Regions from separate parts of the Mus musculus genome. Here all the other regions are linked to region 2. Evidence: chromatin contacts called from public HiChIP or PLAC-seq data. All regions are on one chromosome and are shown on one strand. Each heading gives the region's core, a stretch centred on a gene start, on an enhancer-like site or on the middle of the called end of the contact. The rest is flanking DNA. Distances are from core to core; before and after follow the strand shown. Region 1 overlaps Trpm8 (transient receptor potential cation channel, subfamily M, member 8). Region 2 holds the start of Glrp1 (glutamine repeat protein 1). Region 3 has its middle 58 kb from the start of Arl4c.

What was found. HiChIP or PLAC-seq counts read pairs in DNA pulled down with a chosen protein or histone mark.
Region 1: a contact with region 2 is called in a FOXA1 HiChIP or PLAC-seq map of pancreatic cancer cells. The contact joins the enhancer-like site here to the promoter of Glrp1 in region 2. A contact is called at or near these places in 1 of 39 promoter capture datasets (the HPC-7 cell line), 1 of 484 Hi-C or Micro-C datasets (embryonic stem cells), 2 of 115 datasets of contacts at active chromatin or transcription factors (extraembryonic endoderm stem cells and pancreatic cancer cells) and 1 of 9 other capture datasets (macrophages).
Region 3: a BATF HiChIP or PLAC-seq map of CD8 T cells shows a contact between it and region 2, with 6 read pairs. The contact joins the enhancer-like site here to the promoter of Glrp1 in region 2. A contact is called at or near these places in 1 of 39 promoter capture datasets (macrophages), 3 of 484 Hi-C or Micro-C datasets (CD4 T cells, the G1E-ER4 cell line and nephron progenitors), 7 of 115 datasets of contacts at active chromatin or transcription factors (CD8 T cells, the NIH/3T3 cell line, acute myeloid leukemia and 4 more) and 3 of 9 other capture datasets (adipose tissue, liver and macrophages).

Annotation. Positions count from the first base shown.
Region 1 is chr1:88,356,239-88,359,805 of GRCm38.p6, forward strand. Trpm8 (transient receptor potential cation channel, subfamily M, member 8) reads left to right here. Exons shown (of 27, transcript NM_134252.4): 19 at 3,414-3,505. Among named protein-coding and RNA genes, the nearest start is that of Gm51639, 26 kb to the left of the region's middle. Within about 2 kb of position 1,428, at least 21 of the 459 cell types and tissues checked have an H3K27ac peak or open chromatin away from gene starts, as enhancers often do. A contact at or near this core is called in pancreatic cancer cells, where this site is marked.
Region 2 is chr1:88,508,655-88,512,682 of GRCm38.p6, forward strand. It overlaps Glrp1 (glutamine repeat protein 1), which reads right to left and starts at 1,412. Exons shown (of 3, transcript NM_008132.2): 1 at 1,137-1,412. The coding sequence starts at 1,232.
Region 3 is chr1:88,642,394-88,646,162 of GRCm38.p6, forward strand. No RefSeq gene overlaps it. Among named protein-coding and RNA genes, the nearest start is that of Arl4c, 58 kb to the right of the region's middle. Within about 2 kb of position 2,263, at least 27 of the 459 cell types and tissues checked have an H3K27ac peak or open chromatin away from gene starts, as enhancers often do. A contact at or near this core is called in CD8 T cells, where this site is marked.

The DNA of each region.
Region 1 (3,567 bases), core at 178-2,677, 150 kb before region 2:
TGCCTTTGCCCTGACTAGTCTAAGAACACTGAGTTGGCTTATGTTGTCATGCCAACTCTCTCTGGTAGATTTTTATGTGCAGTCTCCAGGACTCCTGGATTGCGAGGGATTCTGGGGCCCTCTGTCAATTCTTAGTATGTCTTAATCAATTAATGATGTCTGCTATGGAAGTGAGGGCTGGGGGGGGGGGGTTGGGTACCTGTGCCCTATATGCCTGTCTTTATGATTAGTAGGTAAGTGGTGTGGAAGATGGTGGAACGTCAGCAGAGGTGGAGGAAGAAAACACACAGGATGGCCGGAGTACCAGTGTACTGACTATAGTTCTGGAAGGCAGAAGTCCAACGTGAAGTTGTGGGTTGGGTTGACCCCATAGAGTACTGTGAAGTGACTGTTCTGCTGTGCTGTCCCCTAGCTTCTGAAAGTTTACTGGCCATCTTTGTCACTCTGTGCCTGACGGATGTGACACTCTGACCCGCAGCCTCATGCCCATATGGTGCCCTCCCTATGTGCAGGTGTGTCCTAATTTCTCTGTTTCCTGGGGACAACAGTCATGTTGGATCAGGACTCCATCTCGACCTGTCAGCGCCATCTGCAGTGGCCTGATTTCCGAACAAGGTCACGTTCCCAAGCAGAGGGCTGAGGACTTAAGTGTAGAGATACAGCTCTTCCACATATGGCCTCTCTCCCTGTGGCCAGCCTTTACTTCCAAGTTTTCTTCTGGCTTGTGATGTGTCACTAGTAGAGTGGAGCTGGAATATTCTGTGTGTGATAATCAGAGCCAGGGGACTCTCGACATTCAGAGAACTGCTGGACCAGAGGGTCAATTGACTCACAGCCGATAGGGAATTAAGCCACGAGCATTGGATGGACAGGGGTAGAAGGGACAGGGGAGGAAAGAGGCAGGGAGAGGGAGGGAAAGCCCAGCAGGAGTTGCAAATACACGGTGTGCAGTAATCTGGTTTCTTTGGTCTTTCCCTGTCTGGGTGCATTTTCTACTGAAGAGACCCTTAAGAGATGCAGAAACCTGGATCAGGTTGTCTCCTCTTGTACTGACCCCATCAGGGAGTCTGCCGAGCTCCCTAGGTCCTGACACATGCTCTGGTGGTCCAGGGAGCAGCATCAAGCAGGGTGATTTGTTTTAGACGTTCATTTGCTGTGTGTATCAGGAGCCAGAGCTGCTATTGTCATGTTGTTGAGAATGTGTGTTCTTAATACAGGACAAGGAATGTGCTTGTAAGTCACCCCTGAGGGTCACCATGGTTATGGGACTACTGAGGCCAGAGATAAGGAGACATACAGAGGGATCCTGCCTTCACTTTCTTCTGAGCAGAGAGAAACCCAGGTGGCCTTTCTTGGAACAACAGTGAGGCCCTGTCTTTGAGAAATCTGTCACTAGAGGGCGCTATTTCCCTTTGTTTCTGCAAGTTCCTCACCTGGGTTGTTCAAGGAAAGGCTCTGCAGGCCTGTGCAGTCTTAATGGGCCAGACTCACTCATGGTTGTTAGGAGAAACCCCTAAACAGGACATTGTCTGTTTTAGATTGTGCCTGGGACTCAGATACCCATGCTCTCAGTGAGGAGGGACGTCCCTTGCCCAGAGCGGGGATGTTCACAGCTAATTTGACCTCGCCAGTCCCCAGTGCAGACACAGTTGTTAACCGACTCCTAGTGGAGCTAAGCAGGCACTGTGGATGTTTGTTTATAGTGTTGTAAGTTCCACCCTGCCTTCTCTGAAAGCTCCTTCAGTTCTGAGGCTGTCACAGTGCAAGAGATGGTGAACACATCCTGGTATTTCAGGAACACAGCTTAGAGCTGCACTCTCCCCCCTTAGACAAGAGGCGTCTCTTCATTAAAAACAAAACAAAACACCACCACCACCACCAACAACAACAACAACAACAACAAAAAAAACCCGAAATCTTTTCTCCCTGTAGTGGCATTCTTGTGGCCCAGGCCTCTTCTGTCTATTGGTTCTGTAATATGGCCAGGCTTCTGAAGTCACTGAGGCGAGACGAGGCTGGGCTGGGGTTGTACAGATCAGTGTGTACCAGCCTCCCAGCGGGAATGGGAAAGAGAACAGGTGGGCAGGGCCTGTGCCAGCCACTTCCGAAGCATGGAGTGGCAATGGGTTTTGCTGCCCTGGGGATCAGCACTGCCCAGATAAATGGATGCTCCTGTGTCCTCCCCAGGGTCCTAACCTTGCGCCTGTCTCCTCACAGTGGAACATGGTCTGGCCCGGGCTGCCCAGACCTGGGGGACTTCACTGTTCCACTGTGATCTGGCAGTGTTCCCCTCCTTTGGCAACTCAAGCTGTGCATCCTACATCCCAGATTGCAGGGTTTCAGTGGATCTGAGAAACTCACTATCCCCAGGATGGGCACCTAAGTTTAGGCTTTGGGGTCAGAGGCAGAGAAGGTCATAGGATATATGAGTCCCAAATAGACTTGGTGGGTGAGTTCATGGGAAGACAAGGACATGAACATGGGAATCAGAATCACACCTCAGTGAATCTTCTGTCCCCTATTTGAGCTGCCCCTGGAGTCTGGTCCTTAGGCTCCTAGTAGCCAGATTCTGAGCAAGTAGGCAAATGAAAAGATCAGACAGCTAGGTTGGCATTCTTAAAAAATCCAGTGTGTGGAGCCTGTCTTAGTTAGGGTTTCATTGTTGAGAACAGACATGATGACCAAGGCAACTCTAGTGAGGATAACATTTAATTGGGGCTGGCTTACAGGTTCAGAAGTTCAGTCCATTATCATCAAAGCAGGAGCATCCAGGCAGGCATGGTGCAGGAGGAACTGAGAGTTCTGAAGGCTGATAGGAGAAGACTGGCTTCCACGTGGTTAGGAGGAGGGTCTCATTGCCCACCGTCACAGTGACACACTTCCTCCAACAAGTCCATACTTCCTAATAGTGCCACTTCCTGGTCCAAGCATATTCAAACCACCACGGAGCCCAATTAATAATCTTTCTTCCCTGTAGACATCTTTTAAAAGATTTCACTAATCAAGTTGTTCTGTTGTGTGTGCCAGAAATAATGCACTTACTGTAAATACACAACTCTACGGCAACTCATGACAACTGGATGGTACTTTGTATTTGTGCAGGGCTCAGTCTACACCGCTGTCCGTGGTCACCGCGAGGTTCCATGTTTCTCCACACAGGTCACTTTCATTCCCTGAGGCTTCATTTTTGAAGGGTGGGAGAACACAACTCCTTTTCTTGGCTCTGATGGCTGCACATGCCTAAGGGAGCAGCTATCTTTCTGGTCCCCTTGGATCAGTGGGGTTCTGGTAGGGCTCCCTTGACACAAACAGTCTCAGAAGTGTCCTGGGAGAAACTGAGTGGACACTTACAAGTCTAGCAGAGACTGGTGTCCACGATGCCCATTGCTCTGTCTGTTCATCTTTTGCTGCAGTGGTACATGAACGGAGTGAATTATTTCACCGACCTATGGAACGTTATGGACACCCTGGGACTCTTCTACTTCATAGCGGGTATTGTATTCCGGTAAGTGGTTCTTGCCACCTTCCCAACTTCAGGTGTAAATCTGGGACACCTCAAGTCCATGG
Region 2 (4,028 bases), core at 162-2,661:
CCTCTCCAGTGCCAGGATTAACAAGCACTCTGAACTGAACAGCAAGCACTTTACTGACTAAGCCATCTTCCCAGCTTCCTAGTCATGTCTACTTATTATTTTTACTGAAGTGCAACATGTAAACACAAATATCAATAATAAGGATCTATAATGAAGGGAATTCCCAGTGTGGGCAGACTCAGGACAAGAGCAAGATTGTCAGTGCATTGAAGCCCGGTCTCTGGCCCTGGCTTCTGCCCGGAAGCCCATCTGAGGCCTTGGCTTCTGCTGAGTTCAGGCCCCTCTGTGGCCTTGGGTAAGTGGAGTCAGAGTTTACACTCTTTTGTCTGACATATTCTTCTTCTCACTCACTGTATCCACTGGGCTTTTGATTTTGTTTCTTTAGTTTTTAAGCTGAGGTCTCACTAAGCTGCTTCTGTAAGCTTGATTCTGGATCCTTTGACCTCACCCTTCTGAAGAGCTGGAACTTCAGGCACACATGACCACACTCAGCTTTCGCTGTTGCTCATTTTTCTTGCCGTGTAGCCCTTTATAATGAGCCACTATTTGTTTTTATATTCTTAGTCCTGACCCTAGTAACTAAAAGCTGGGATTCTCATTTTTAAATGTTTATCAGTCATTTATTTAACAATGTTGATCCATTTATCTGTCTTTCTTTGGACTTCTATTTATTTTAAAATAATAATTTTCAATTTTAAAAATACTTTAATCTATAGAAAAGTTGCAAGAATTACCATCTGAGGAACACACATTTCTTTCTCCACCTAAGATTCATCCATTGTTAACCGTCTGTGATGTCAGCTGAGTACTGGCCTACTCTCTCCTTCCCGATCCTCCCCTCCCTCCTCTTTTTCCCCTTTTCACTGGCCAATCATTTTTGAGCTTAAATTGTAACTGCCAAAATATTTAGTCTCAAAATATTTAAGTAGGACACCTAAAATACAACTTTGGTTTTTGGGTTTTTTTTTTTTTTTTTTTAAATCCCAAAATTGCGACAAAACTCAAGCAATTAAACGTCTTCAGGCTAATACTGCATACCGTGCAAGCACATGAAATCCATTGATCGTCCACATACCAGTTGTAGTGGTGTTCAGCCCTGACCTGATCTAGGAGCAGTACATACTTAATTGTCATACCTCCTTGGCCCCGTCCAGCCTAGAGTAGGCCCTTCTCTTTCTCCTTTTTCCACTTTTGATGATAGCAACATCTCTGAAGAGGCATATGCTGCTCATGTGTCCAGTTTGAAGACGGGGTCGTTTGGTGAAACTTTCAGTTTCAGTTAGTCTCTGTTGCTGTAACAGAAGAGGACAGACGAGGGTAGTTTACTAAAAATAGAAACCCATTTCCCACAGTTCTCCAGACCAGGAAGTCCATGGCCACTGTGCCGGGGGTCTGATGACATCCTTCTTAGAAGTTACAAACTGTGGCGCATGGGATGATGAGGGCTGTTTGAATAGCAAAGGTGAGTCAGCAGGGTTAAACGCTGCTGTGTGGTTCCTCTTCTACAAGAATCTCAATCCCATTCCGGAGACAGGAGTCAGCCCACCTCATCCCCACTCGCAGGCCCTCCCTCACTCCAGAGACATTTGTGTCAGCAACATTGGAGTTTGGGGAAGGACACAGTCTATTATTGTGTGTAGACTGAAGCAACAAGGTGTTGCCCTCACCATGAAAGCTGCAGAACAGATTCACCCAGCTCTTAGTGGGGCGACAACTCTCACTGCAGAGCCTCAGTGACCTCCTTTTCACATTCACTTAATTATCTGCACGCAGTCACGTGCTCATGGACCTGCACACTTACACATTCAGCTTCATGTCTACTTGTTTTTATTAAATGGCTTCTTTATTTTTTTGCTTATAATAGTTTCCTCTTTTTTGTTGTTGTTGTGGGATGACAGGTTTGTTTATTATTTATTTTTGTTGTGCTGTTACTGTATATTTTGAGGTAGGATCTCTTGTCTCCCTAGACAGCCTTGAACTCCCTCTGTAGCCATGGTAACCTTGAACTTCTAATCCTCCTTCCTCTGTCTGGTGTGGGCAGGTCTGGTCTACATGGCGCTGGGGATTGAACTCTATGCACGGAACTCTATTCCCAGCCCTTTTTATTGGTTTTAAAACAGCTCCCTATATTGATGGCAAAGCTGACATAAGCTGACAGTATTTCTCAAGACTGCCACTTGTTCCTGGTGATGGTTTCTGTTTTTCATTAACACTGTCTCTTATCTGCTCTAACATGAGCTTTCTTTCTGCCTTTGATGTTTCACCATCCATTTTCCTTGAATAGTAAACGTAGATTGCCTAAACTCCTTATGTTTTATTATTCTTATATACCTTTTATTTTTATTTCTTCTAAGGATTTATTTATTTTGTATGTGTGAGTGGTTTTGCTTGTGTGTGTCTATGTGCCCTATGCATGGCCGGGGCCCTCGGAAGAGGTCAGAAGAGGGCGCTGGACTTCCTGCAACTGGAGTTATATGGATGGATGTGGCTGCCAACAGAGCCTGACGATGCTAATGCTCTGACTGTGGACGTCCAAGCTTTTGAATGACCAGAAACACAGCCACCATGTAGGTGCCAGGAGCCAAACCCACGTCATCTGCAAGAACAAGAAGTGCTCCAAGCCATCTCTCCAGCCCCCTCCCCTTTCACATGGAAACATATTATTTCTTGCTTTTTTAGAGTAAGGAGGAGTAGATATAGCTTTTGTCCATGCTTATCGACTCGGTAGAGTTTCTGTGTAGGCAAGAACATATCAATCAATAGGAAGGAAGCCCCTGCCCTGGTGGGGAAATAGAACAGGACTTTCATTCTTATTAAAGAACAATTCTCAAGGTTTGTCAAGTCTAAGAAGGTCCATGCTGCTATTAATTATGGATTGAATCTTGAGGATAGGGTGGCCTTCTGCTAACTGAAAGTTTGCACGACAGTAATGGATGATTCGATCCTTTGACCCCATTGCTGGCTGAGGGGAGGAACAACACCTCTGTTGGCACTGAAGCTTGCAGAAGCTTCCATCAAAGGCAGCAGAGAGGGAGCATTGATGAGCACCTAGCAGGAAAGGAGGAAAAACTACCTGGGGAACAAGATGAGGAACCTCAAGGCTCCCCCAAACCCTGGAGCTGAGAGTACACTGGATCTGGGAGGTGAGGTTTGAGGAAACCTGACCTCACTAGCAATGTGGAGAACCAAATAACAAGGCTTTGGGAGACAGAGTGGGGTATGCCAGGGAGGGTGGTGCTGAGTGTCCCAGCCCAGCAGGAGATGGCCACTAGAGTGAAGAGACTATAAAAGTGCAACAGGCCTGCTGGATCCTAAGTGACAAAGATGTGTTTCTGGTTATTCCAAAGCCTACAGTCCACAGTCAGCCTGTCAGCATGGTCAGGCTCTGGTGCGGGCCTCCTCTGTGCTGCTGCAGAACACGGATGGCTGCTGATGCTGTGGAAACGGGTTTAGCTCCCTCAGACATCTTAGATAGGACAGTGCTCCTCCGTAAGAGCTCCAGGGTCAGACCCAACCTTTCCCACTTGGGGGGGTCAACGTTTTAGGCTCCCTTTTTGGCAAGGGACACAAATCTCCAGCTCATTGCCCACCACGCTACTGTAGCATTTACCTTGTGCCATGAATAGCCACGTGTACTGTGAATTTGGTTTTATCAACCATCTCCCATCAATGAACAAAAGTGTGATGGCAGCTTGGACATGCTTATGTCCCTTGATTTATCTGAGCCCCTAGACAATTGTCTGACAGAGAGCAATTGGCCAGGTGTGTCCTGGGTGACACCCAGGGCTTTCTTCCCTTGGTCTTCAGTTTCATTTCACTCTACAGTGGTGTAGCCATCCTCTTTGGCATCTGAACTGCTGTGATCCTGCTCGTCAGCTGAAATCCATCCTTTCTGGCTTAAAGAGGTATAAAGAGAATGGCAAGTGCCCTGGCGAAGGAAGAACAAGCTTAGCTTTTCAAAGGACAGCTCTCTCTCTCTCTCTCTCTCTCTCTCTCTCTCTCTCTCTCTCTCTGTGTGTGTGTGTGTG
Region 3 (3,769 bases), core at 1,013-3,512, 130 kb after region 2:
AGTCTGTAAGTAACTAAAAGCTGCCAAGAGAGGGAGAGTCAGTCTTCTCATAGGACAAGCCTCTGTTAGGTTATGCAATCCCAAGTGCTCACCCCTAAACATATATACATACACAGGTACAGTTCTAATTGCACTCAACAGGAGCTATAATGCATATGTAATATACATATACATATATATACATATACATATATAATCAATAACTAAAGAATAACACATGAATTTGAGAGAGTGAGGAGGAGTTGAAAAGGAGAGAGGAAGGGGCAGAAATTATGTGAATCCTGTACTCAAGTATAAAATTATCAAAAAACATTTTTTAAGTTTAAATATTTTAAAGAAGAAACCAGGCGTGGTGTCACACTCCTTTGATCTCAGCATTCAGGATGTAAAAGCAAAAACTGAAGAAGGAGAAAAAGAAGAAAAGAAGAAGAAGGAGGAGGAGGAGGGGGAGGAGGGGGAGGAGGAGGAAGAGAAAGAGGAAGAGAAAGAGGAGGAGGAGGAAGAACAACAGCAACTCTGTTAAATAGAGGCATGTTCCTTTACCATCCAGACTGAAGGAGGAACCTGAGCCCTCTGCAGTGATTCCCCAGGCATGGCTGGTGTGAGATGATCGCATTGTGCTCACTTTAGTCATAGCAGAGGAAGGCCTGTGGACCCAATGGCTAGTATTTTCATAATCGGAAAGAAAAAGAGGACATAAGTAACTTATACAAATTACAATAACGTCTTATCACAGAAGCTTCCATTCTGTTCTCTGTAGAGGTGAAGGACATTCCAGGAAACTGGCTGAGGACCAGTTCAGGGTAACCTAATGGGATAGAAACATTACCCAGCAGGGAAATGATACCCAGACTCCTAGATGCTGGCTCTAGATCAAGGGCATTGCACATCACTAGGTGTGAACAAAATCTAAATTGTTGGCTTCCTGTTGTGTAGTTAGATTCTGGGCCAAGTCCTATACGACCACATACGTGGTCTCCCTGGCACCACTTACAGGCATCAAGTCTTGACTGAAGAAGCAAGAGATGGGGTCACAGCAGGCAATCATGAGGATGGCAGATTCTCAGTCTGTCTAGCTGCTGACAGAGACAACCCCAAAGCCAAAGTCAAAATGTAAATTAATAAAAGACCAGGAATAAAGTAGCTGAGTCTTTGGCAGGGTCTTCTGTCTCAGGGACAGTAGCAGCAGTTGAGACAGATGGGAAGTGGCCAGTACTATCTATGAATTAATTATCACTGAATACTGGACACCAGACAAATGGAAGGCTGAGTAAATGTCACAATATTGTGTTGCTAATGTGATAAATGACTTAGACAGAGCGCTAAGCACGTTAACAGGGGTAGGGCAGCTGATGCGTTTGACTGCTGTTTAAGCTATCCCTGGAGTGATTTAATTTGGCATCAAAAAATATTTTAAACAGAAAAGAAGGAAAGAAGGAAGGAAGGAAGATTGATTCACAGTTAAAGAGTTACAAATCTCTGAGATTTACCAGAATAATAGATGCAATCACAATATAATTTGATTTTTCCATGGATCAGAAATTGTCCTGCAACCACATTTTCTTCTGTTAGGGAAATGGCCTCAGATGCACAAGGACTCCAATAAAGAGCAGACAGATCACCTTACTGAACAAAGTATTACAGATGACTCAAAAATAAGAAAAAGACACTGGCAAAGATGTTAAAAGGGAGTTAAATGAAGGTAACCAATCTGTGTTGATAATGGGTAAACCTTTCCTAGTTGTAATTAATGACAAATGTAGCTAGCTGAGACAAAAGCCTTTAACATCCACTGTCTTATTACTTAAACAAAACAAAACAAAATGAAACCCAGACTCAAAACAAATTAGAATAGAGGAATTATAAAGCAAGCTGGAACCTGGGTCCTGCTAAATCAGGTGAGGGTGATATTTCATTTCTTAGAGCCACTTTGGGAGGTTTTTTCCTTTTCATAGAATTTAGTTGACTTTCTGTACAACACTAGCACGTATCGTCCTCAAAGCCACACTGTGCATCCATTGGTGGAGATGGATCGAATGATGGGAAATAACCAAGAGTCAGTCACAAACACCCTGCTGTAGTAGTGTTCAGGATTGAAGTATAGAATTCAGATGGTTCTAAGCAGTGGCTCCTCTGGGCTCATGGCTTTGATAAAAGATCTCAGTCGGGTATCAGAGTTCGAGCTATCTTTCAGGCTGATGCTTGCCCACATCCTTCTCCCACCTCATGTTTGTTGACACCCCAAGAACCAACAAAAGCCACTTCTCTCTCATCTCACCATGGAGACACCTTTGATGAGGAAAAAGACATAGGCTGAAGACTGAGGCATGGGACCGAGTCACGAAGACATTTCTGTCTGCTTGGTTGTGTTGTTGCTGTTACTTGAGACAGGATCTTGCTATAAGACTCAGCCTTGAGCTTGCTGTGTAGCTTAGCCTAGCCTTGAATTCTTGACCTTTCTGGTCAAACTCTTGGGTGCTAGGATTATAGGACCATCAAGTCCAGCTTTACTATGAACATACTTGAACACAATGAAGCAATATAATTATGAAACCATTTATTAGTACTGGGTATTTTTCTCATGGCTGTGACCAAAAAAAAAAAAAGCAGAATAAGGGATTAAGGGTTTATTTTCCCTCACAGTTTGAGGGTCCTGTCCATCATGGTGGGGAAAGCATGGGGACAGGAGTATGAGACAGCTGGTCACATTTAATCCATGGCCAGGAAATAAAGATGAATGTAGATGCTTGGCTCATTTTTCTCCTTTTTGCTTCAGTCCAGAACCCCAATGTGGGATGGCACTACCTACATTTGAATTCAGCCTTCCCACCTCTATTTACCTCATCTGAAACCCCCCTCAAAACATTACTAGAGGTTGGGTTCCTAGGCATTCTAGATCCTGTCAAATTGTCAGTGAGTACTGACCCTCATCTCCCAAAGTTGAGACAGAGTCTCAAGTTCAACATTACGTTTCCAGATTCTGCTTTGGCTTCTGGAAAAGGCCCTCAGTCCATCTGAACCTCCGTTGTATTTCACGAAACAGCTTATAAGCGAGCAACTGCTGACTGAAAAAAAGACCAGCAAAGGAGAGGGGCTGTGCATGGAACTGTGTGGGGTGATGTTGTGGGCCGTCCAGCAGCTCGCGAGGAACGGGTACGGCTGAGATGGCAGACTCGAGCTGAAAGAAAAGGAACTAGACAGACAGGAGAAAGAAGGAGCTAAGACAAACCAGATTCTGATTAAAGATCAATTTTACTATTCAGTGTACCGGGTTATGAAGAAGGGGGAGGGGCCCATTCCCACCAAACAATCCTGGAGTCCAGTTGCAGGTGACCACATGCTTGGCTCCAGAACAGTTAGGCAGCAGGTAGCAGGTAGCAGCAGTGGGAGTGGCAGAACGATAGGGCGGCAGACTCCACCCCATGCTCTCTTCTAGATAACAGTGAAACCTGAGCAAACAGGTTTCAGGCTGAGGGTGGGGAGGTTACAGGGTGACAGCCACCAGATTGTATTTTGCAGAACACAAAGATGCTTAAAATGCTTACAAGATAAACTGAGATGTAAATGGAATGCTCCAGGCACAAAGAAGAGCCCTTGTAAAGGCCCCTAAAAGGAAGGATCATGGGAGCCCAGAGATAAGACTGGAGAGAGAGGGCTGGAGAGATGGTTCAGGAGTTAAGAGCACTGACTGTTCTTCCAGAGGTCCTGAGTTCAATTCCCAGCAAACACATGGTGGCTCACAACCATCTGTAATGAGATCTGATGCCCT